Regions from separate parts of the Sus scrofa genome. Here regions 1, 2 and 4 are each linked to region 3. The links are chromatin contacts, called in public HiChIP or PLAC-seq and promoter capture Hi-C maps. All regions are on one chromosome and are shown on one strand. Each heading gives the region's core, a stretch centred on a gene start, on an enhancer-like site or on the middle of the called end of the contact. The rest is flanking DNA. Distances are from core to core; before and after follow the strand shown.

Region 1 (5,220 bases), core at 1,266-3,765, 610 kb before region 3:
GAGGAGTTCCCTTCGTGGCTCAGCAGTTAACGAACCCAACTAGGATCCATGAGGATGTGGGTTCAATCTCTGGCTTTGCTCAGTGGGCTAAGGATCCAGCGTTGCCGTGAGCTGTGGTGTATGTAGGACGCAGACGTGGCACTGATTCAACCCCTAGCCTGGGAACCTCCATATGCCATGAGTGCAGTCCTAAAAGGCAAAAAAATAAAATAAAAATAAAAGTGTAAACTGGAAAAGCTCAATAGGATCCTTTTCCTCCTTTCTTTCTCTCTTTTTCTTTCTTTCTTTTTTGGCTGCGCCTACAGCATGTGCAATTCCCTCACCAGGGATCCAACCCACGCCACGGTAGTAACCCAGGCTGCTGCAGTGAAAACACCAGATTCTTAACCCACTGTGTCACAAAAGCTCTCCCAGAATCCTTAAATATACTTTGAGGATGAGAATAACAGTTTACTACAAATGAAACTTAAAACAGCTGAGGGTCACCTAAGTATGTTTTTAAAAGTCTATTCTTAGCTTATTGTCCTTCCTCTCTTCTTTACTTGAGATGGACGCAAATTGAAACTTTCACAATCGCCCCTGGATCAAGGGGGAAAAATAAAGAAAGGAATTCAAACACAATACAAGGCAGTAAAAGAAAACTCCTTTCCCACATTTATGCCAGTGGCCACCCCAATAATCCGGTTCTGCAGAAGGACCTCAGGTCTAAGGAATACAACACTTCCCAGGCATCTTCTCCGGGTATAAACCCCTGCTTTAAAAAGTTGAAGCCTAATGTGCTGTTCAACCTACAAATGAATCTTAGGAAGTTCTTAAGTTTTCTTTCTTTTTTGTCTTTCTAGGGCCGAACCTAAGGCATATGGAATTTTCCAGGCTGGGGGTCGAATGGGAGCTGTAACTGCCAGCCTACCTCACAGCCACAGCAACGCCAGATCCGAGCTGTGTCAGGATCTACACCACAGCTCACGGCAACACTGAAGCCTTAACCTACTGTGCAGGGTCAGGGATCAAACCCACGTCCTCATGGATACTAATCGGGTTTGTTACAGCTAAGCCACAACAGGGACTCCCTCCTTTTTTTTTTTTTTTGAAGGCGTAAGCTGTAGTCTGGTAACTGTGTCTTAAAAATAGCTCAAAATTTCAATCTCTAACACCACCTGCCTTTTCTTAAAAACACTGGTTCTTAAATTCTGGTCCGAGGACATTTTCACTGTGGGCTGGAGAGATTAAACTTACTTCCATAATAATAGTAAGACGTTATTTGCAACTTTGCCATTCTGTCACCAGTGTGCAGTGAAGTTTTCCAGACACTGTGGTATAGCAACAGACTGCAGAAGCTGCTGTGAAACCCCAGCTGTCTTCTATTAAGCCAAAATCAGAGATGTGCAAAAACATCTCTTCTCACTAAATTTGTTTCGGAAAATCTAGTTGTACCCCATACAAAGATTAATTACGTTAACATGTAATGAGTTTATTAGTGTTATTTTAATTTTTTACTTTTCTTTTTAGGGCTGCAGGTGCAGCATACGGAAATTCCCAGGCTAGGGATTGAATGGGAGCTGCAGCTGAGGGCCTACACCACAGCCACAGCAAAGCGGGATCCGAGCCCCGTCTGCGACCTACACTGCAGCTCATGGTAACGCTGGATCCTTAACCCACTGAGCGAAGCCAGGAATCCAACCCGCGTCCTCATGGATGCTAGTAGGGTTCCATACTGCTGCGCCACAATGGGAACTCCCAGCGCTATTTTTAAAGGAAAACGCATTTTAAAGATTCTTGGTTGTAATTTCCAGTAAGCTAAACATTCACAGCTAAAACCCACAAAAATAAAAGCTCTCTGGAGTCCTCAACCATTTTTAGAGTGTAAAGGGGTGCTAAGGCTAACTTGAGAACTGATGCTAAAGGTTTTGTTTCTTTCTCCAAAGAACCGAGCAGAGGTTATCCAACCAACTCCTCTGACTTCAGCGACTCTCATCTAAGTCTCAGAAACCCGGCTATCAGCAAGGTATCTCAGTCTGGTTCCGCGGGAAGCGTCAAAGGTCTCATGCCACCTCATTTCAGAGAGATGAAACTTCCTGCCTGTTCTGAGCCTCGGTTTATTTCGCAAATGTGAAAGGCCGGGTCTGGAACTTTCGCTGTCCTATATTCTTTACAGCTTTGACACTCTGATTCTTCCTGTTGCCCTGACTCATTACGTTTTATCCTATGAAAAGAAACTCGACAAAACATCAGCCCTTTTCTCGCTCCTTCCCTGCAAACAACGGGCTGAGATAAGGAATAAATATCGCGGAGGGCTCCAGATTGGCAGAACGACACGCGACGGCCAGACATAGAGGCAACTGTATCCGTAAGTCCGCCTAATACCCTCAGCGCGCCCGGTACCTGCCAGAGACGCCGGGCCAGCGCCCCAAACGCCGTTCGCGCCGCCATCTTGCCGCCCCAGCTTCCCGGGATCGCTTCCGGGGTCACAGAGCCATCCTCTGACCATAGAGTTCCGCAAAAGGAAAGAGTGTATCCCTGTGTTCCGGCTCAGGAACAACCATAGAGACGTGATCCTACGCTCTCTGAGGGTGGGACTGTGAATACAGCCAGCTTCCTTCCGGTCGCAGCCGGGCCGGTAAAGCTTCAGCTGGTACCTGGAGGGATACTGAATTCCGCCAGCGTTTCCCTCTTCAAATTACGGTTCCTGTTTTGTTGGAGGCAAACATAACAAATACATGCTTGGAAAAAAAGTATATATTGATGTCATGTCAGCTGATATATTGACAATGTTATCTCTGAGTTAGTGGATTAATGGTTGATTTATTTTCCCGTTATGACGCAGCGAAGCGCTTGTGTACCCGTGGCCCGCAGAAAGCCAAAGTGACAGCGGGAGTTCGCTCCAAAGTAAGGATTTATTGCAGGGCGCCAAGCAAGGGAGTGGGAGACAAGCCTTAGATGTACTCCAACTTGGTCTTTGAGTTAGGTGGGTTTTGTTTTGTTTTGTTTTAAGAGGAAGAGCAAAACAGCTGGGATTAGTCATTGTCTTGTGACATTTCTGAATTGTAGAGTCAAGAGTCATGATGTCACTGGTTTAACGATTCCCTGGCCAGGTGGTCCAAAGCTCCTGGTCTCTTAGCTCATTTTGCCCTGGAGGAACGACCTGAGGTTGTACTTAAGTGATGATGTCTGTAATAGCCATAGTCTTGGCAGGTTATCCAGGGGCCCTTCCGGAACCGGATTACGTCTTTCAATTGTGACATTCACAATTGGCTGGTCTCTCTTAGCCAGAGGAGTTTTCCCATAGCTCTGCAACTCTATTGCGGCTTCTTCCAGGGCTCTTCAGCCCGTCTCTGCCTTGAGTAGCTTCAGCTGGGTGACAGTTCTGCAGCTGTCAATGATGGTGACATTACAGCTTGAGAACAATCTTACGTGTGTTATCTAATCTGATCCTCACAAGAATACATACATTTTATCCTAATTTAAAAGGTGAAAAAACCGAAGCCCAGAGTGAAATGACTCAAAGTCATTATGATGAGTTAGTTACAGCTGAACCAATGACCATCATCAAAAATCCTAGTTCCGGAGTTACCATTGTGGCTCAGCAGAAACGAATTGAGCATCCATGAAGATGCAGGTTCGATCCCCGGCCTCGCTCAGTGGGTTAAGGATCCAGCGTTGCCATAAGTTGTGGTGTAGGTCGAAGACACAGCTCGGATCCCACGTTGCTGTGGCTGTGGTGCAGGCCAGCAGCTGTAGCTTCGATTAGACCTCTAGCCTGGGAACCTTCATATGCTGAGTTCGGCCCTAAAAAGAAAGAAAAAAATCCTAGTTCAGTGCCCTTTGCACCCCTCCAGCTGACCTCAGTAAGCTCCAGTCTCTTAAGTCTCTTTTGGATGTGAGGACTAGAGATTCCCCACGTCCCCACTTCCTGCAAGAAAAGGAGTTATTTTATTTATTTATTTTTTTTAACATGTATGTGGCCTGAACTGCTCCTGTAACTGGAAAAGTGGGCTCGGAGCAGCTTTAGGGACTGGATGTCCTCTCCATCCCTAAGGCCAAACATGGTCTCTTTATTGATGGGATTTCTCTGTTTACAGTTTCTGCTCCCTCAGAATTCTGCCTTGCCTGTGGTCACTGCTTGCTGCTTTTGGCTCACCAGCTTTTTCCATTCATGCTCTGAAGTGTGGGAATTGGGTATAGTCCCTTCGTTTTCTTTTCTTTTCTTTCTTTCTTTCTTTTTTTTTTTTTTTTGTCTTTTTAGGGCATATGGAGGTTTCCAAGCTAGGGATCTAATCAGAGCTGTAGCTGCTAGCCTCAATGCCAGATCCGAGCTGCATCTGCAACCTACACCACAGCTCACGGCAACACCAGATCCTTAACCCACTGAGTGAGGCCAGGGATTGAAGCCGAAACCTCATGGTTCCTAGTCGGATTCGTTTCCGCTGAACCGTGGCCGGAACTCCCTAGTCCCCTTATTTTTCAGGCCTAAACCATGTCCCGTGTCACCAAACCAACTATGGACCTAATAGCTTGGGGTCCAGTTAGTTGGCAGCAAGGTGGGAGTCATTGTGAGGAGCAACCCCAGGTTTTGCCAACAGTGGGGCTGTGGACAGGGCCCTTTGGTATGATGTATGGGCATGGACAGTGGGTTTTTGTTTGTTTTTGTTTGGACATGTAAAACTTCTTAGTTTATTAGTATGGAAAGCGTTTTGAAGCCTGGCCAGTCCATTATGGATCTCTTCCCTATGACCTAAACTTTCAAACCTGACCTAATGTAAATGAGCAGATCAAATGATTCTAGAGAGTTGATGCAAGTCCATCTTGCTGTAGATCCAGGAAAAATAAGTGTATACATCAACTATTTCTAAGTTGAATCATATTTTGATTGCACCAGTTGTTGTTGTAAAAGACGCCTTTTCTCCTCGATCATGATGGTTTTGTGGTTACACACTTGTCTCCAAATGCATCAAGTTGTATTAAAAAATATGCATAGCATTTTATGTGTCTATCTTAAAAAAGTGGTTAAAAAAAAAAAAGAGATGGCAAGACTGCCAAAAATAAAATTACACAAGCAGAGGAAGTAATGATCCCAAACAGCCCAGAAGGAGATCTGTGTTATATGTAAGGAATGTGTGTTGGAATGTGAAGCAAACATGTATACTTGGCCTTTCCAGCTCAAACAGAAAAGTTAAACACTTCCCTTGGGGGTGGGGGGTGGGGGGCAGCCCTTTTCAAAAG
Region 2 (5,281 bases), core at 2,710-5,209, 630 kb before region 3:
CTATTGGTTAAGGATCAGCATTGTCACTGCTTTGGCTTGGGTCACTGCTGTAGCACGGGTTCAGTCCCTCGCCAAGGAATTTTTGAATGCCTTGGGTGTGACCAAAGAAAAAGTTATAAGAAATGTCATCAGGATAATCAACCGAACTTGAATATAGATTTTTTTTTTTTTTTTTTTTTTTTGCCTTTTCTAGGGCCGCACCTGCAGCATATGGAGGTTCCCAGGCTAGGGGTCTAATTGGAGCTGTAGCCACCGGCCTACACCACAGCCACAGCAACTCGGGATCCGAGCCGCGTCTGAGACCTACACCACAGCTCACGGCAACGCCGGATCCTTAACCCACTGAGCGAGGCCAGGGATTGAACCTGCAACCTCATGGTTCCTAGTTGGATTCGTTAATCACTGCACCATGACAGGAACTCCTGTTGATTAGAAAATAGAACTTAGGAGTTCCTGTCGTGGTGCAGTGGTTAACGAATCCGACTAGGAACCATGAGGTTTCGGGTTCGGTCCCTGCCCTTGCTCAGTGGGTTAACGATCTGGCGTTGCGGTGAGCTGTGGTGTAGGTTGCAGACGCGGCTCGGATCCCGAGTTGCTGTGGCTGTGGTGTAGGCCGGTGGCTACAGCTCCGATTCGACCCCTAGCCTGGGAACCTCCATATGCCGCAGGAGCGGCCCAAGAAATAGCAACAACAACAAAAAGACAAAAAAAGACAAAAAAAAAAAAAATAGAACTTAGTAATGTTGAATTCCCTGACTTTGATCATCCATTAGGTTAAGAGGATGCTCTTGGTCTTAGGAAAGACACACTAGAATATTTGGGGTAAAAGGATGTGATACCTATAATTTTTCTCTAAAAATAGTTATATATATACACATAAATGTATATATTACATTGTGTGTGTGTGTATATATACACACACACATATGTAAACATTACACGGAGAGAATGCTGAAGCAAATAAGGCAAAATGTAAGCAGTTGGGGAATTTGGATAAAATGTATATAGTAATTACTTGTCCTATTCTTAAAATTTTTCTGTAAATTTAACATCCTATCAAAATTAACAGTTTTATTTTTTATTTTTATTTTTTGCTTTTTAGGGCCATACCTGCGGCATATGGAGGTTCCCAGGCTAGGGGTCTAATCAGAGCTAAAGCCGCCAGCCTACACAGCCACAGCAACAAGGGCCTGAGCCGTGTCTGCAACCTACACCACAGCTCATGGCAATGCCGGATCCTTAACCCACTGAGCGAGGCCAGGGATAGAACCCGCAACCTCACAGTTCATAGTCAGATTCATTTCCGCTGCGCCAGGATAGGAACTCCAAGATTAACAGTTATTTTAAAAAAAATTGGTGAGTATTATTTGCTGACTTATCAGAAGAGATAAGTTATAAGTGTATAGCTGTATTATTTCCAGGGGCTTAATAATCTTTTAGATCTTGAATTGTTATTATATTGAATTTTAAATGAATATGAGGAAGATTAATACATTTTTAATAGGGAGTATTGCCATATATGACCCGATATATTTATTTACTTTTCTTATGACATTCAACACTTTAGAAAATCACTTTCTCCCTTAAAAAGGCCCACAAACTTCCTTCCGGACAGGAGCACTTGTCTGGGACTCAAGACCTTGGGCAAAGCAACTCCTTTTGCTTCCTCATCACTTGATTTGGAATAACAACGTCTGCCCGCTCCTTCCCAGAGCAGCTGCTGACTCTGGGGAGCCTGTGGAAAGGAGCCTTGGGAAGCCTGAAGCTCACTTTGAGCCCCAGAGGGAGTTTATTAGGGTTCATCCCAGGGAGGTTTCTGTGGCTGGGATGACGCTGACTCCGCCTCAGCGCCCCCTACAGGCGACGAGGAGACGTGCACTGACCGGGACGGGGCAAAGGCGGCCCTGAGCATTCTCAGTGACTCAGTCTAGAAAGCAGAGCCCTCCCTTGCAAAAAAGTGGGGTACTCGCACTTCCTCCAGATTAATTATTTAGGTCCAACCCACCTTCTCCTCAATTTAGGGGACTTAAATAAGTATTTGAGGCAATCCTAATGGCTTAAAGAATTGCAGAGGCGCTTGACTGGATGGCCTTAAGTAACGAAGGGGTTTCCATTTTAAAATTCAGTTCCCAGGTGTGCATTTAAAAAGTATATTTTCTTAGCTCCTGCTGCCACCTAAGGGCTTGAAGAAACCCTACGGGTGGATAATTTCATGGACTCTTCCGTGGCTTGAAGAATAGAAAGGGACTTTGGCAATAGGCCGGGTAACCTCCCAGTCCCCGCAGGAGCCTCCTCCAGCGTTCTTGGCGGGTAGAGCGGACCTGTCTCAATTCGAGGGACCCCAACAAGGGGGCGCTCACGGGCTGTGCCGGGATAGCTTGGCCCGTTTAGAACGGCTCTGGAGCCCCTTATCTTTAGAGTGAGGGGGGCTCGGATGGATGCGAAAAACCAGGTGGTCCGGCTGCGGAGCCCTGTCCATAAATACACGGAGAGAGGACTGGACACCGTGTGCCTTTCTGCAGAGTCCCAGCTCGCAGGAAGAGGGCGAGTCAGACGAGGGCGGAGAGGAGGAAGAGAAGGCGGGAGGGAAGAATGATGTGGGGAGAGAAGCGTTTGGGGGAAAGAGTGGGATAGAAAAAGTGAAGAGGGGATGGAGGAAGGGCGGGGGGACTGGGGAGCCGAGCTCCCACGAGGATGCGCCTTTCGCTCCAGGACGAGACCCGAGCCATCCTTCCTGCCCTTCGGGGAACCTTACCCCGTTCCTGTCGAAGGCGCGGAACAAACATGCCCTCTACATATTGAGTGGCCTCCTCGTTGCCTGCGACCTTGAAGAAGCGCTTAAACTCGTGCATGAAGAGCGAGCCGCTGGGGCACTCCGTCAGGAACTTCTTGTACCACTCCTGCAGCTCGGCCACGTCCACCGCGCGGTTCTCCTCCCCCTCCGCCTCCTCCCAGCTGAACTGCTGCCCCATCCCGGCCCCTCTCCCCCCGGACGTCAGGGAGCAAGGGTCTCTGCCCGCCTCCCCCTGCTTCTGCCAGAGGGATTCCTTAGGCTCGGGCCCTCTTCCTCCCTGTCCTCTGCTTAGCCAGCCTCTTCATCGTCTCCTGGCCAGCTGACAGAGATGGGCAGTGTAGGGGGCTGCGGCAACGGGGCGGGACCAGGCCGTCTAATCCCCCTAAGATCATTAGAAGATTCTCCTGGAAGCTCTGACCTCCCTCCCGTCAGCTAAATTCCACCAGCCTCACCCCTCCCTTTCGCCACTCAACTAAGCTGCCAGGCAGATTCTGAAGAGGGAGAAGGGCGGGTAACTGAGAGGCAGGCATGGAGGAGGGAGAGTGAAGATGAGTTGGGAAGCCAGGGACCCTCCCATCTCAGAGTCACTCCCTGTCCCTTGGTTGGGCCCCATGCCACTCCAGGGAGGCCCATCTTGGAGATACTGGAGACTGTGAGGTCCACAGAGGGAGCAAGGCAACTCCCAGCCTGTGAAACAGGATCGCTGGTGATCTGGGTCTCGCCCTCAACTTGGCCTAGTGAGAAGCAGCTGAAGCAATGGAGTGAGGGGCTCTGGGTGAACAGCTCTGCCCGCTCGCAGACTCTGCCCCAGCCTGCTATCTGCAGCCCAACCACAGATCGTAGCCCACAGTCCTGGCAGATGTCCATTTCCCAGTTTAAATTACAAATATTTCCCTCCTACACCCTCCCTCCAAGATCTATTGGCAGGGCTCGTCCCACTTTTCTCCAAAAGGATAAACACCTGACAAAGATCTGGGAGCGTGGCCTAATTCACCTCCGAGTGCTCTTACTTTTATATTAAAGGTTCATGCGAATTTGTTGTTGAATCAATTATATTAAGAGGAAGCTGAACATGGCTAGAGAAAGTGAGAAACTCACGCTGGCTGTACACACTTCAAAGAGTGGCGGACAATGGTACTGCTCGCTTTCCTCTGGGGCCGTCACTCCCCGGCCCCAGAGATGACTATTCCACCACACTTCCTGTCCTCAAGCCTCCCCTCACTCCCACGTTCAGCGGGTGGCCTTGTCACCTCCTTCACCTCACAGGGAAGTAGATGCACCAGACAACTACTCCATCTTCCCTCCACAGACACAGCTCTGTGCACCTGTGCCCACATCCCCTGCCTCTTCCTGGTCCCTTTCCCACTCTCCACCTGTGCCACCTGGCTTCCAGATGTCTACTCAAGACTTCACGTCCACAGTCATCCCGTTCTGCACCCTCTGTTTGCCCTTCTCTAATGGACCCTTCCTGGTGCCAACATGCTTTCATTTCACCTTCATGAAAACAAAACAAAACACAATAAAAATTCACCCTTGACCCCCACATTCAGCATCCCACTGTGACTTTTTTGGACCTGTCCGCTTTTGCCTTTAGGGGTCAGAAGATAGTGATAATTAAATAAATCAATATGAAAAGTTCTATGTTATCATTCATTGCTATAAAGATGAATATAATCCAGCCCAGTCCAGACTGCATTTTATTAACTCTTTCTTCTGATTTTGAAAGAAATGAAAACATTTCAAAAGAAATTAAAGGAGTTCCCTGGTAGCCTAGTAGTTAAAAGATCTGGCATTGTCACTGCTGTGGCTCTGGTGCATCCCCGGCCTGGGAACTTCTGCATGTCATGGGTGCAGCCCCCCCAAATAAATAAAATTTAAAAATAAAAGAAATTTTAAAATCTTGCACTATGCCTACTCTTCCCTTCCAGCTACTGTCTTAATTTTGGCTCCCCTTGAAGATGCTATTTTCTGAAAACGGCACAGCAGCAGGTCTAGTCGCACATGTTTCTCACATCAAGGGGAAGAGTCTATTTCTCCCTCTCTTCAACCTGGATGGGACTTTATGGTACTCAGCCAAGAGAATGGGCAGAAGGAACACTATGAGACTTCCAAGGTCATATCACCAAAGGCGATAGGGTTTGTACCTGGCTCTCCCTCAGGACTTGTCCTTAGAACGCAGCTGCCGTGTTACGGGGAAGCCCAGGGCACATGCAGAGCTTCCAGCTGACAGTCAGCCTCAACCAGCAGGTGTGTGAGTGAGGGAGTGAGGGAACCTGCAGATGACTCTGGCCCCAGCCTTCCAGCCACCCCAGCTGATACCAAAAGGAGCAGCCAATGTTCCCAGAGAGCCCTGCCCAAACTTCCAATCTGCACGCAAAGTAGATGTCGGCAGGCTTTTTAAAGGTAGCAATAAATAGGAGTTCCCATTGTGGCGCAGTGGTTAACGAATCCGACTAGGAACCATGAGGTTGTGGGTTTGATCCCTGG
Region 3 (5,307 bases), core at 176-2,675:
AAACAATACAGGATAAAGTCTGTGGTGATGCCTTTAAGTGCTGACTGTCAAACAGTGACATTGCCTTAGACCTTAACATAAATATACATAGACTGTGCTAGACATTTGGCAATGCCTGGAGACAAGAACTTTGTCACCACTAGGATGGAGATGCTACTGGCATGCAGTGGGTAGAAACCTGGGATGCTGCCAAAATATTCTACAACCAACAGGACAAAGAATTATCTGGCCCCAAAAGCCTATAATGCCGAGAAACATTTAAAATTTTTTTTTTTTTTTTGCTTTTTTTTTAAGGCTGAACCTGCAGCATATGGAGGTTCCCAGGCTAGGCATTGAATCAGAGCTACAGCTGCTGGCCTACGCCACAGCCACAGCCACGCCAGCTCCGAGCCACCTCTTTGACCTATACCACAGCTCATAGCAACACCGGGTCCTTAACCCACTGAGTGAGGCCAGGGATCAAACCCACAACCTCATGGTTTCTAGTCGGATTCTTTCCGCTGTGCCACTACAGGAATTCTTAAAAAATAAACATGCTGAAGGAATTCAGAAAAAGGAGAGACTTCTCAAGATACTTGCTAGTCATGAGTTCTCTTGTGGCTCAGCGGGTTAAGGTCCAGTGTTTCACTGCTGTGGCTCAGGTCACTGCTGTGGCACAGGTTTGATCCCTGACTCAGAAACTTCCACATACTGAGGGGGCCGCCAAAAAACAAAGGAAAGAAAGAGAAAGAAAAGAAAAAGAAAAAGCCCTTCTAGTCAAAATGCACTTGAAGCATCCCCATCACTTTGAATCACGTTTAAAATGCAGAATATTGACTCCCCGCCCCTCCTGAATAAAAACGTGATTTTAACAAGATTTTCATGTGACTCCTATGCACATTAATGCTTGAGACACACTGGTCTGGAGGTTTCCATTAAAGACAACACGTGAGTTTTTATTTCTTTCTGAAGAGCAGGAGAGAAGGAAACCTATTCCAGGTGGTGAGAGCTATTATGAGGGAGTTCTGAAATCGTAAGTTGCAATTTCTCGTTTTCGGTACAGCAGGAATAATAATTAACACAGTGTTAACTGCTTACTGGACTTTGTTCTAAGCGCTTTATGTGGAGCAGCTCATATAACTTTCCCAAGGCTATTAGGCAAGATTCGCTATTACGTCCACTTTTTGGGTAAGGGAAACGAAGGGATAGAGGGACCCACTTGATCAGGGACCCACTGACGAAGCCAGGCCGAGGGAATCAGAGATGCCTTTGCCAGCACCCTAAGTCGTCCACACCTCCACCAACACAGAACCAAAGCTGCAGCCCCAAGCTCTCCGCACCAGGTGAAGGATACCGGATCCCGCCAGTCGCCTTCCGGGAGAAGCGCAGCCTAGCGAGCAGAAACCGGAAAATCGTCACCTCACTCCCTACCGGAAGTCGGTGGGAAGCGTTTCCTCGTTTGTGACCAGGCTTCCGGCGATATGAGAATACAGCTGAAATAAAAAGGGATGGTCTTTGAAGATGACCGGGCTCTAAAAAGCTTCTAAGCGGCGCCCAGGAAGCTTTGAGCCACTTTTGATAGGAATCAGGGTTAGCAAAACTTCAGCAGTTCATTGCTGCTAAGAAGGCGCAGGCTACCCGCTCGCCCTGGGGTGAGCTAGAGTAGACATCTCTATGGTCGAGAGACCATAGAGAGGTTCCTTCCCATGCGTGGGGCAACGCCTGAGCAGTAGCAGCTGCGCTGGAAAAATGGCGGAGGAGGAGTGAGTATCAGGGGCTCTGAGATTCTGGGTGGTGCCCTGAGCATCTGGTGCCATCCTCAGTATTTATTTCTCGGTGGCGGAAAATAAGGATCCTTGTGGACTGAAGAGAGACTTAGAAAAGGCTCCAGATTATCGAAGGAGGAGGGAGGAAGTGTTGGGCTGGGGCGGGCGGATGGGGCCTCTGTCAGGTTCGGATTACCTACCTCAAGGGGTGAGGAATGAGTTTGAGGCTGCGGGCTGGAGGGTGGGTTTCCCCAGCCTGACTTAAGTATTATCTCTGCAGCTGGGTCCGCACCCGCCCCAACCCCACGGGGCGGAATCTCATCGCTGGTGGTATCTGTAAAAGGCTATGACAGTAAAAGCTCCATTGACATACGAGGACCAGTGGCTAAGGGGTTCATGGTTCTTGAAAGCTTTTGAGAACTGGAGTCAGAAACGCCAGGTGGCGGGGTGGGAGCGCGGTCCTTAGGAGGTTTTAGACAGTAATGTTTGCGAAGCCCAAGCTGTCGTTTGGAAACGCATTGCAGATTTGTTTCCTAAATACTATCGCTTTTCTCCATTTTCTCTCTCAGGCAAAGAAAAAAGATCCCTTTGGTTCCAGAAAATCTCTTGAAAAAGAGGAAGGCATATCAGGCCCTCAAAGCCACACAGGCGAAGCAAGCGCTTTTGCAAAAGAAAGAGGTAATAGTGGGGAACCAGGTGGAAGGAATGAGAATTTGTGTTCGGTGAGTTTTATCCAGCACATGTTGAACTAATTTGGTACTGACAGTCGGCTTCCCCCATCAGCTGGATGATACATATTTGCTAAACAAAGCAAGTATGTATCAAATGCTTTCTGCAGGCAAAATACTGGAGTAGAGTTTAAGGAAAAAGCCAGTGGAGAGTGTTCCTTCCGGTTCATACCAAGGGATTCGAGAACATGCTTGTGTACCTAAAAGAAAAAAAATTTTCTTTTTTCTTTTTAGGCCGGCAGGTGTGGCACATAGAGGCTCCCAGGCTAGGGTTCAAATTGGAGCTACAGCTGCCGGCCTACACCACAGCCACAGCAACCCCCGATCCCAGCCACATCTGTGACATATACCACAGCTCACCACATCGGGTCCTTCACCCAATGAGTGAGGCCAGGGATCAAACCTGTGTCCTCATGGATACTAGTCAGATTCATTTCTGCTGAGCCACGACAGGAACTCCCAAAAACTTAAAAATTTTACTTACTTTTTTCAACCACATCCATGGCATATGGAAGTTCCTGGGCCAAGATTCCAGTCTGAGCCACAGCTGTGGCATTGCTGGGTCCTTAACCTGCTGTGCCATATTGGGAACTCTAATTTTTTTTTTTTTAATGTACCAGGTTTTTTGGTTTGCGTTTTTTGTTTGTTTTGTTTTTCTTTTTAGGACCACATATATGGAGTATGGAAGTTTCCAGGCCAGAGGTCTAATCAGAGCTGCAGCTGCTGGCCTACACCACAGCTACAACAATGCAGAATACTTAACCCACTGAGTGAGGCCAGGGATTGACCCCACAGCCTCATGGATACTGATCAGGTTCTTAACCCGCTGAGCCACAACAGGACTCTGAAATAGTTTTTGCTATTTGCCAAATGTTTTGGAGAAATACATATTTGGGAGGCATGAGCTTTATGATGCCTTATGTTCCAATAAACGTTGACTGACAGTGTGTAAACTAATTGGTTTTTTGCTTATTCAACAAGGACTGTCCCCAGTAGTTCTCAGGTTTTCTCAATTTCACCTTTACTTGAGTATGTTGGTGTTGTTTCCCCTCCCCAACACCCACGCCACAGCAGTGACAACACTGGATCCTTAACCCACAAAACCACCAGAGTGGGTTTTTCCATTATATAATAAAGTCCTAGTGTATAGCACTGGGAACTATATCTAGTCACTTATGATGGAGCATGATGGAGGATAATGTGAGAAAAAGAATGTATGTATGTTTGTGACTGGGTCACTGCTGTACAGTAGAAAATTGACGGAACACTGTAAAACCAACTATAATGGAAAAAGTAAAAAATCATTTTAAAAAACGAATGATGCTGGGAAAACTAAAAAAAAGAGAAAAAAAAGGGATGGGAGTTCCTGTATTGACTCAGTGGGTTAAGAACTTGACGTTGGAGTTCCCATTGTGGCGTGGTGGAAACGAAACCCACTAGGAACCATGAGGTTGCAGGTTCGATCCCTGGCCTCATTCAGTGGCTTAAGGATCTGGCATTGCCGTGAGCTGTGGTTAGGTTGCAGATGCGGCTTGGATCCTGTGTGGCTGTGGCACAGGATGGCAGCTGTAGCCCCAATTGGACCTCTAGCCTGGGAACCTCCATATTGCCTCGGAAGCGGCGCTAAAAAGACAAAAAGGAAAAAAAAAAGAACTTGACATTGTCTCCGTGGGGGTGCAGGGTCAAGCCCTGGCCTTACTCAGAGGGTTAAGGATCCAGGGTTGCCACAAGCTGTGGTGTAGGTCGCAGATGCAGCTCAGATCTGGTATTGCCAAGGCTGTGATGACAGCTGGCAGCTGTAGCTCCCATCTGACCCCTAGTCTGTGGCAGGTTCGCTGTTTTTTTAAAAAAAAAAAAAAATAGAGGATGTTTGGTCCCTTTTCCAGAACAGAGGGCAAATAAGCTCTACCGATAGTGACTAATGAATGACTGTTGCAGAAGTAAAGACAATTAGAGACATAAAGTGGTGGTGATAGTCTGTCTTCTCTGTAGCAGAGGAAAGGAAAGGAACTCAAGTTTAAACGACTGGAATGGTTCCTACATGATTCCTGGCGGCAACTACGTGACAGAGTGCGCCTCAGACGACTGGAAGTGAAGCCTCATGGCTTGGAAGTGCCAGATAAACATTCCTTGGCCTTTGTTGTACGCATCGAAAGGTAGGGAACTTGCTGGATCCTGGGAGGCTGAGGCAAACTATTGGTTCAGGCTTTTTGGGGGGTCTTTTTGTTTGTTTTTGTTTTTTGATTTTTATTCTTTCCATTATAGCTGGTGTTTACAGTGTTCTGTCAATTTCCTACTGTACAGCAAAGTGACCCAGTTACATATATATATATATATAATTTTTCTCACATTATCATGCTCCATCATAAGTGACTAGATATAGTTCTCGGGGCAGTACATCAGGATCTCATTGCTTATCCATTCCAAAGAAGAGTTTGCATCTATTAACCCAGATCCCCACTCCACCCCCACTCCCTCCCTCTCGTTTCAGCTTTTGCCTGTCTTTAGGGAGATGACAAGATAGTAGGCCTGAAGCCACTGATGCAAGTTGTGCTAGAATTCAGGGCTGAAGGAAACAGATTGCTATTTTCAAGATTAGGGAGCCTCACCTTAGGCAAATAGACATGAAGTTACTCTAATTGCTTTGAGGGTTCAGTGCTGGCTGGATGTGGGGTGAGGGCCGCCGTGTGGCATGCAGTGGTTGAGGGCATTCTGAAGCAGGAGCTTGAGGCTGAGACCTGCAAAGGGTTGGGGGAAGCCTTTCCAGGCATAGATGCAAAAAGTCCTGAAGTGGGGTTATCAAGGTAGCCTCGAGGTACTCAGGGTCGAGTGGA
Region 4 (5,356 bases), core at 748-3,247, 870 kb before region 3:
GATCCTGTGTTGCCGTGAGCTGTGGCGTAGGCCAGCGGCTACAGATCTGATTAGACCCCTAGCCTGGGAACCTCCATATGCTGCGGGAGCGGCCCAAGAAATGGCAAAAAGAAAAAAAAAATTAAAAAAAAATAAATAGTTCAAGTGCTATGAAGTTATATAAAAATCATAAAGACAATCATTATGTGGCTGAATTTTGGGAGGTACTGCATTACTTTATGACCAATTATGATCAACTAAAGGAAAATATAAAAACAGACCCCTGCTGTTGCTACAAATTGTCAGTAATCTCCATCAGGAAGAGCACTAACAAGCCACAATGATGATGGCCTTTATTTTGAAAAATAAGAGAATCCCTTAGATGATACAACTGGGGTCCAAAGTACTAGGAATCTGAAAAGTCGAGAAGGGTCCCAACAGAGGGCCTTTTCCCTCTGTCTGCCTTCTGCACTGAAGGAACAGGGGCTTCGGAGTTCTGCTCGTGGCTCAGCGGGTTAAGAATGTGACCAGTATCCATGAGGATATGGGTTCGATCACCTAGCCTCGCTCAGTGGGTTAAGGATCTGGCGGTGCCATGAGCTGTAGTGTAGGTTGCAGATGCAGCTCGGATCTGGCATTGCTGTGGCACAGGCTGGCAGCCACAGCTCTGATTCAACCTCTAGCCTGGGAACTTCCATGTGACACAGGAACGGCCCTAAAAAGAAAAAAAGAAGAAGAAAAAAAAAAAGCTGTAGGAACAGCCCTAAAAAGAAAAAAAGAAAAAAGAAAACAAAAACAAAAACAAAAACAACAACAGGGGCCTCACAGCAGAAACTGACACAATGTTGTAAATCAACTATATTTTAATTTAAAAAAGAAAAGAAAAAAACAACAGGGGCTTCCAGGATTCCATGCCTCTGCGGAGGAAACTTTTCATCTCCATTCTTCACATCCTCCTTACACTAAAAGACTTCCAAAGAGGCTCATGATGTCAACTGCAGGAAGCAAATGTGCAGTCACTGACAAGTGTGCAAGACTTGGGTGACTGGGAGGAAGAATTCCCACAGGCTCTTTTCTTATATGAAGACTCTATAGCCACTGACTCCTGATACCCTGGCCTCTAGCCCTCTCTGATTGGAAAGATGCTCCAGATACCTTTTTTTTTTTTTTTCTTTTAAGCCCTGAAATCTAGCATTTTGGAACTAATGCCTCCAAGAGCATGAGGCCCATATTTCCCTGCACTCTGACTCATAACACGTTACAGATATTAAGTCCACAGAAACTAAACCAAGCATGTAATTAAACATAGTAGGAAACAGGTTCTGAGGAGGTGATGTGCCTAACATCCCAATCTCCTAACTCCCAATAGCTTCTTTTTTTCCCCCTCTAGACCCGAGATCTTAAAATGGCCAAATTAGAACTAGACACAGGCTGGTCTAACTGCATTTAGTGGCCATAGGGAAGGGCAAAAACCTAAAAAAGATACTGCCTTCAATGTTGTCTATCTCCCTCCCCACAACCCATCCAACCTTGACTGCAGATGGGTCCTAAACCCGACATACTATTTCCGACCCCAGGCAGTACTGTGGGATGACGAGCAGGAAGAATATACCAAGAAAAACGGAAGGAGGTACGCGACCACTGGTGGATTCTTAAGATAAAAATTTTTAACCTGCCACCTTTGAGAAAGAAGGGGCGCATCTCCGAGGAAAAAGGCCCGCAGATTTCGCAGCCCTCACAGTGGTCCCCTCACCCACACAACTCGAGGGCATCTCTCTCAGACCCTGATCCCGATCCTCCTCTCGGGGACACTGGAGGCTCCACCGGCCCTTCACCACCCCAAGCTTCGCCCCACGAAATCCCTTGAAGTCCTACCAAGTCACTCCCATGATGTTAGGCCAGGAAGATGACAGTACTGAACAGCTGATACGCAGTGCTCTGCTGCAGCCCACGCGAGGTGAAACCACCGACCTAACGAAAGCTTCGGTAGTAGGAGGTGCTCCGGAAATAACGTAAAAAGTGCGAGTCCCTTCGGCGGCCACGAGGAACGGGGCGTACAGGCGCCTCCAGTGACGTCACTGCAGGGCTCCGCCCCCTAGGCTTGCAGCTCGGGGACTTCCTATTCGACAAATCACCCCGGGCCTAGATTCATGAAGCTAAGAAAGCGTGGCTTGGACTGCCACTGCTTAGAGAAGGCGATGTTAATTGCAATGAGTTTATTCGGGAGTCCAGCTCCAGGACTCAGGAGCTCTATCAGGGGGTGGGGCGGGGATGGTGGCAGGTCCGGCCTCCGAACACCAGGGGGCGCTGTAATCACCGTCTGGCCTCTGGGGAGTTCCCTGCGCCGGCGCACTCAGAGCTTTTCCTCTGTCCCCACATGTGAAACTTCCCGGCGAGGTTTTCTAGCGAAATGCCCAAACTCAAGGCCGCCCGCGGGGCCGAGGGTCAGGAAAAGCATGCGCCCCTGGCCGACCAAATCCTGGCTGGGAATGCGGTGCGGGCGGGGACCCGGGAAAAGCGGCGGGGTCGCGGAACCGGAGAAGAGGAGGAGGAGTACGTGGGGCCTCGGCTGACCCGACGGATTTTGCAACAAGCGCGGCAGCAGCAAGAGGAGCTCGAGGCTGAGCATGGGACCGGGGACAGGCCGGCGGCACCTCAAGATCGCACCACGCGGCTGGGTGAGTAGCGAGAGTGGGTGCGAGAAAGAGGATGGGTAGTTGGTAGTGGTAGGCTGAAAAGTGTCCGGCAGGATAATAGTTTGGAATTAAAAAAAAAAAAAAAAACCCAGGGGGGCGTATTACACTCTAGCAAAGGTAATGGAATGGGAGACCCAGCCCTGGCCGGATTTAGGGTGGCTGGAGACCTTCACCTAAAAGTTGAGAGTTAAGTTTTATTTGGAGCAAAATTAGGACCTAGGCCCGGGAGACAGAATCTCAGGTAGCACGGAGGAAACCGGTGCGAGGAGGGGAGCTAGGATATGAGGCAGGTAGTGTTGCCAAAACTCTGTCTCTGTCCTCCGATGCCCAGTTGAAGCACAGAGACAGGGTTTTGGGTGAAGAAGAAAAAGATATCTCTATTGCTCTGCCAAAGGAGGGCCAGAGCAGGTTAGTGCCCTAAAGACTATGGTCCCCTTGAGAGAGATTAGGAGATGGTTTTACAGTGTAAGAGTGGAAAATAGAGCCGCAGTTAAGGACCAGGGTCGAGGCAAACTTGCACGGTTTCTCACGCTCCTGTTTAGTGGCCCCAGGACTGGTTCTGGTGGTCCTCCTTTTTTCCACTGAAGAATGCTTCATACTTCATCAAGTAATAGTTCTGCAGAAGGGCTCAAAGATACTATGTATATTCCTTGAGGAGGAATCTGGACCTGCCCCAAGGTTGCACTATTGTCTCTGTTTTTTGTTTTTTTTTTTTTTTGCTTTTTAGGACCGCACCTGTGGCATATGGAGGTTCCTGAGCTAGGGGTCCAGTCAGAGCTGCAGCTGCTGACCTACACCACAGCCACAGCAATGCCAGATCCAAGCCATGTCTGTGACATGCATCACAGCTCATGGCAACACCAGATCCTCCAAGGCCAGGGATCAAACCCGCATCCTGGATGCTGGTTGGGTTCATTACCACGGAGTCACAAAAGGAATTCCTGTACTATTGTCTTTTAACTGTTCCTCCCCAGTCTCTGCATCCTCACCCTCCCCTGATTAGCAACTGTGTGAACCTGCCCTTTGGAACTCTGAGAAGGTCATGGAGGCTGAAGTTTATTTCCCAAAACAAGAAATGGATGACACAGAAAGGCTTGTGCCCAGGAGCCCCATGGGGCTCTGCTCAGTTACAAGACCTGAAACGGGGGAGTTTCTGCTCTGAGCAGAAAGAAGGATACCGTTTAAGGGCTAAAGAGGGAAAGAGATTAATTAAAAGAGGGTCAGTTTTTCCTTACTAGGCTGGGAGTATTGACCTCCAAGTTGCTTGTTTAGTCCAGGTCTCAGATCTCATCTTTCATTTGCCCTGTGAGCCATGTTCACAGTGAAACACTAGCCTCCTGGCTGCAGGATCAAGATTAAAGACATCACATCCCAGTTTTACTACTTCCTGACATCTCAGTATCCTTTGCTGGCTCCTCTTTTGTCCTCCACTTTTTTTTTTTTTTTTTTTTTTCCCTTAGTTCCCAGGCCTGGGATTGAACCCAAGCCACCACAGTGACAGGTCCTTGGACCTCTTAACTTGTGTTCACTTTTTTGGTGCTGTCATCAGTTTCAAGGTTTAAATACTATTTGGTATTTGGTCACTGCTTCCAAGATCATATTCTAGCCCTGACCTTTTCCCTGCAACCCAAGTTCTTATATTTCAGCTACCTGTTCAGCCTCTCCAATTTGAAGTCTAATAGACATCTCACATTCAACATATCTAGAACAGAAATCCTGCTGTCTTGACACATCTGCTCCACCCAGCATCTACCTCATCTCCATTAATGCCCCGATATCCTTCCATTTGCTCGAGACAGAAACCTCCCAGACTCCTCTCTTCCTCACTCCACATCTGACCTGTTAGGAAATCCTGTTGACTCTACCTTAAAAATAGATCCAGAATCGACTGTTTCTCACCACCTTGGGACACCATCCCGGTCACAGCACCTCGCCCCCTCTGCCGGATGATTGCAGTAGCTTCCTAACTAGTATCCCATACCCCTACAATCCATTCTCAGCTCAACACTAGAGGGTTACAAGGATCTACAAAGACCTGTGTGAGATGCCCCTGTGGCCAGTCTGACCCCTTCTACTTTCCCTTTGCCCTCTTCACTCCATCCTTATGGCCTCATTGTTCTTGAAACATTTCAAGTTAGGGCTTTTGGCCTGGTAACTTCTGTCCTCCGTGCACCTGTAGGTTTCCTCCCTTAATCCCTCACTTTCTCAGACCCACCTGCCCTGACCACTCTATGAAAAATTACAACACCCTTTGGAGTTCCCGTTGTGGCACAGCGGAAACAAATCCGACTAGGAACCATGAGGTTGCGGGTTCAATCCCTGGCCTTGCTCAGCTGGTTAAAGATCCAGTGTTGCCATGAGCTGTGGTGTAGGTCACAGATACAGCTTGGATCCTGCGTTGCTGTGACTGTGTTGTAGATTGGCAGCTGTAGCTCCGATTTGACCCCTAGCCTGGGAACCTCCATGTGCTGCAGGTGTGGCCCTAAAAAGCAAAAAAAAAAGAAATTACAATGCCTTTTAATAGATGCAAACTATTGCCTTTGGAATGGAAAAGCAATGAGATCCTGCTGTATGGTCCTGGGAACTGTATCTAGTCACTTGTGATGGAAAATGATGGAGGATAATGTAAGGAAAAGAATATATGAAATGTATATATGTGTGGCTGGGTCACTTTGGTGTAC

The links. Promoter capture Hi-C pulls out the DNA fragments that hold promoters and counts their contacts. HiChIP or PLAC-seq counts read pairs in DNA pulled down with a chosen protein or histone mark.
Region 1: a promoter capture Hi-C map of liver shows a contact between it and region 3, with 3 times the contacts expected there. The contact joins the promoter of MRPS10 here to the promoter of RPL7L1 in region 3. A contact is called at or near these places in 2 of 5 promoter capture datasets (fetal liver and liver), 2 of 47 Hi-C or Micro-C datasets (embryonic fibroblasts and heart right ventricle) and 1 of 2 datasets of contacts at active chromatin or transcription factors (alveolar macrophages).
Region 2: an H3K27ac HiChIP or PLAC-seq map of skeletal muscle shows a contact between it and region 3, with 6 times the contacts expected there. The contact joins the promoter of GUCA1B here to the promoter of RPL7L1 in region 3. A contact is called at or near these places in 1 of 47 Hi-C or Micro-C datasets (embryonic fibroblasts) and 1 of 2 datasets of contacts at active chromatin or transcription factors (skeletal muscle).
Region 4: an H3K27ac HiChIP or PLAC-seq map of alveolar macrophages shows a contact between it and region 3. The contact joins the promoter of MED20 here to the promoter of RPL7L1 in region 3. A contact is called at or near these places in 2 of 5 promoter capture datasets (fetal liver and liver) and 2 of 2 datasets of contacts at active chromatin or transcription factors (alveolar macrophages and skeletal muscle).

The regions. Positions count from the first base shown.
Region 1 is chr7:37,326,731-37,331,950 of Sscrofa11.1, forward strand. MRPS10 (28S ribosomal protein S10, mitochondrial) reads right to left here and starts at 2,516. Exons shown (of 7, transcript XM_005665997.3): 1 at 2,383-2,516. The coding sequence starts at 2,430.
Region 2 is chr7:37,307,199-37,312,479 of Sscrofa11.1, forward strand. It overlaps GUCA1B (guanylyl cyclase-activating protein 2), which reads right to left and starts at 3,960. Exons shown (of 5, transcript XM_005665993.3): 1 at 2,781-3,960; 2 at 2,756-2,779. The coding sequence starts at 2,972.
Region 3 is chr7:37,939,124-37,944,430 of Sscrofa11.1, forward strand. It overlaps RPL7L1 (ribosomal protein L7 like 1), which reads left to right and starts at 1,426. Exons shown (of 7, transcript NM_001123192.1): 1 at 1,426-1,742; 2 at 2,315-2,423; 3 at 4,466-4,629. The coding sequence starts at 1,729.
Region 4 is chr7:37,072,153-37,077,508 of Sscrofa11.1, forward strand. It overlaps MED20 (mediator complex subunit 20), which reads right to left and starts at 1,998. Exons shown (of 4, transcript NM_001206352.1): 1 at 1,855-1,998. The coding sequence starts at 1,868. It overlaps BYSL (bystin like), which reads left to right and starts at 2,365. Exons shown (of 7, transcript NM_001130731.1): 1 at 2,365-2,657. The coding sequence starts at 2,390.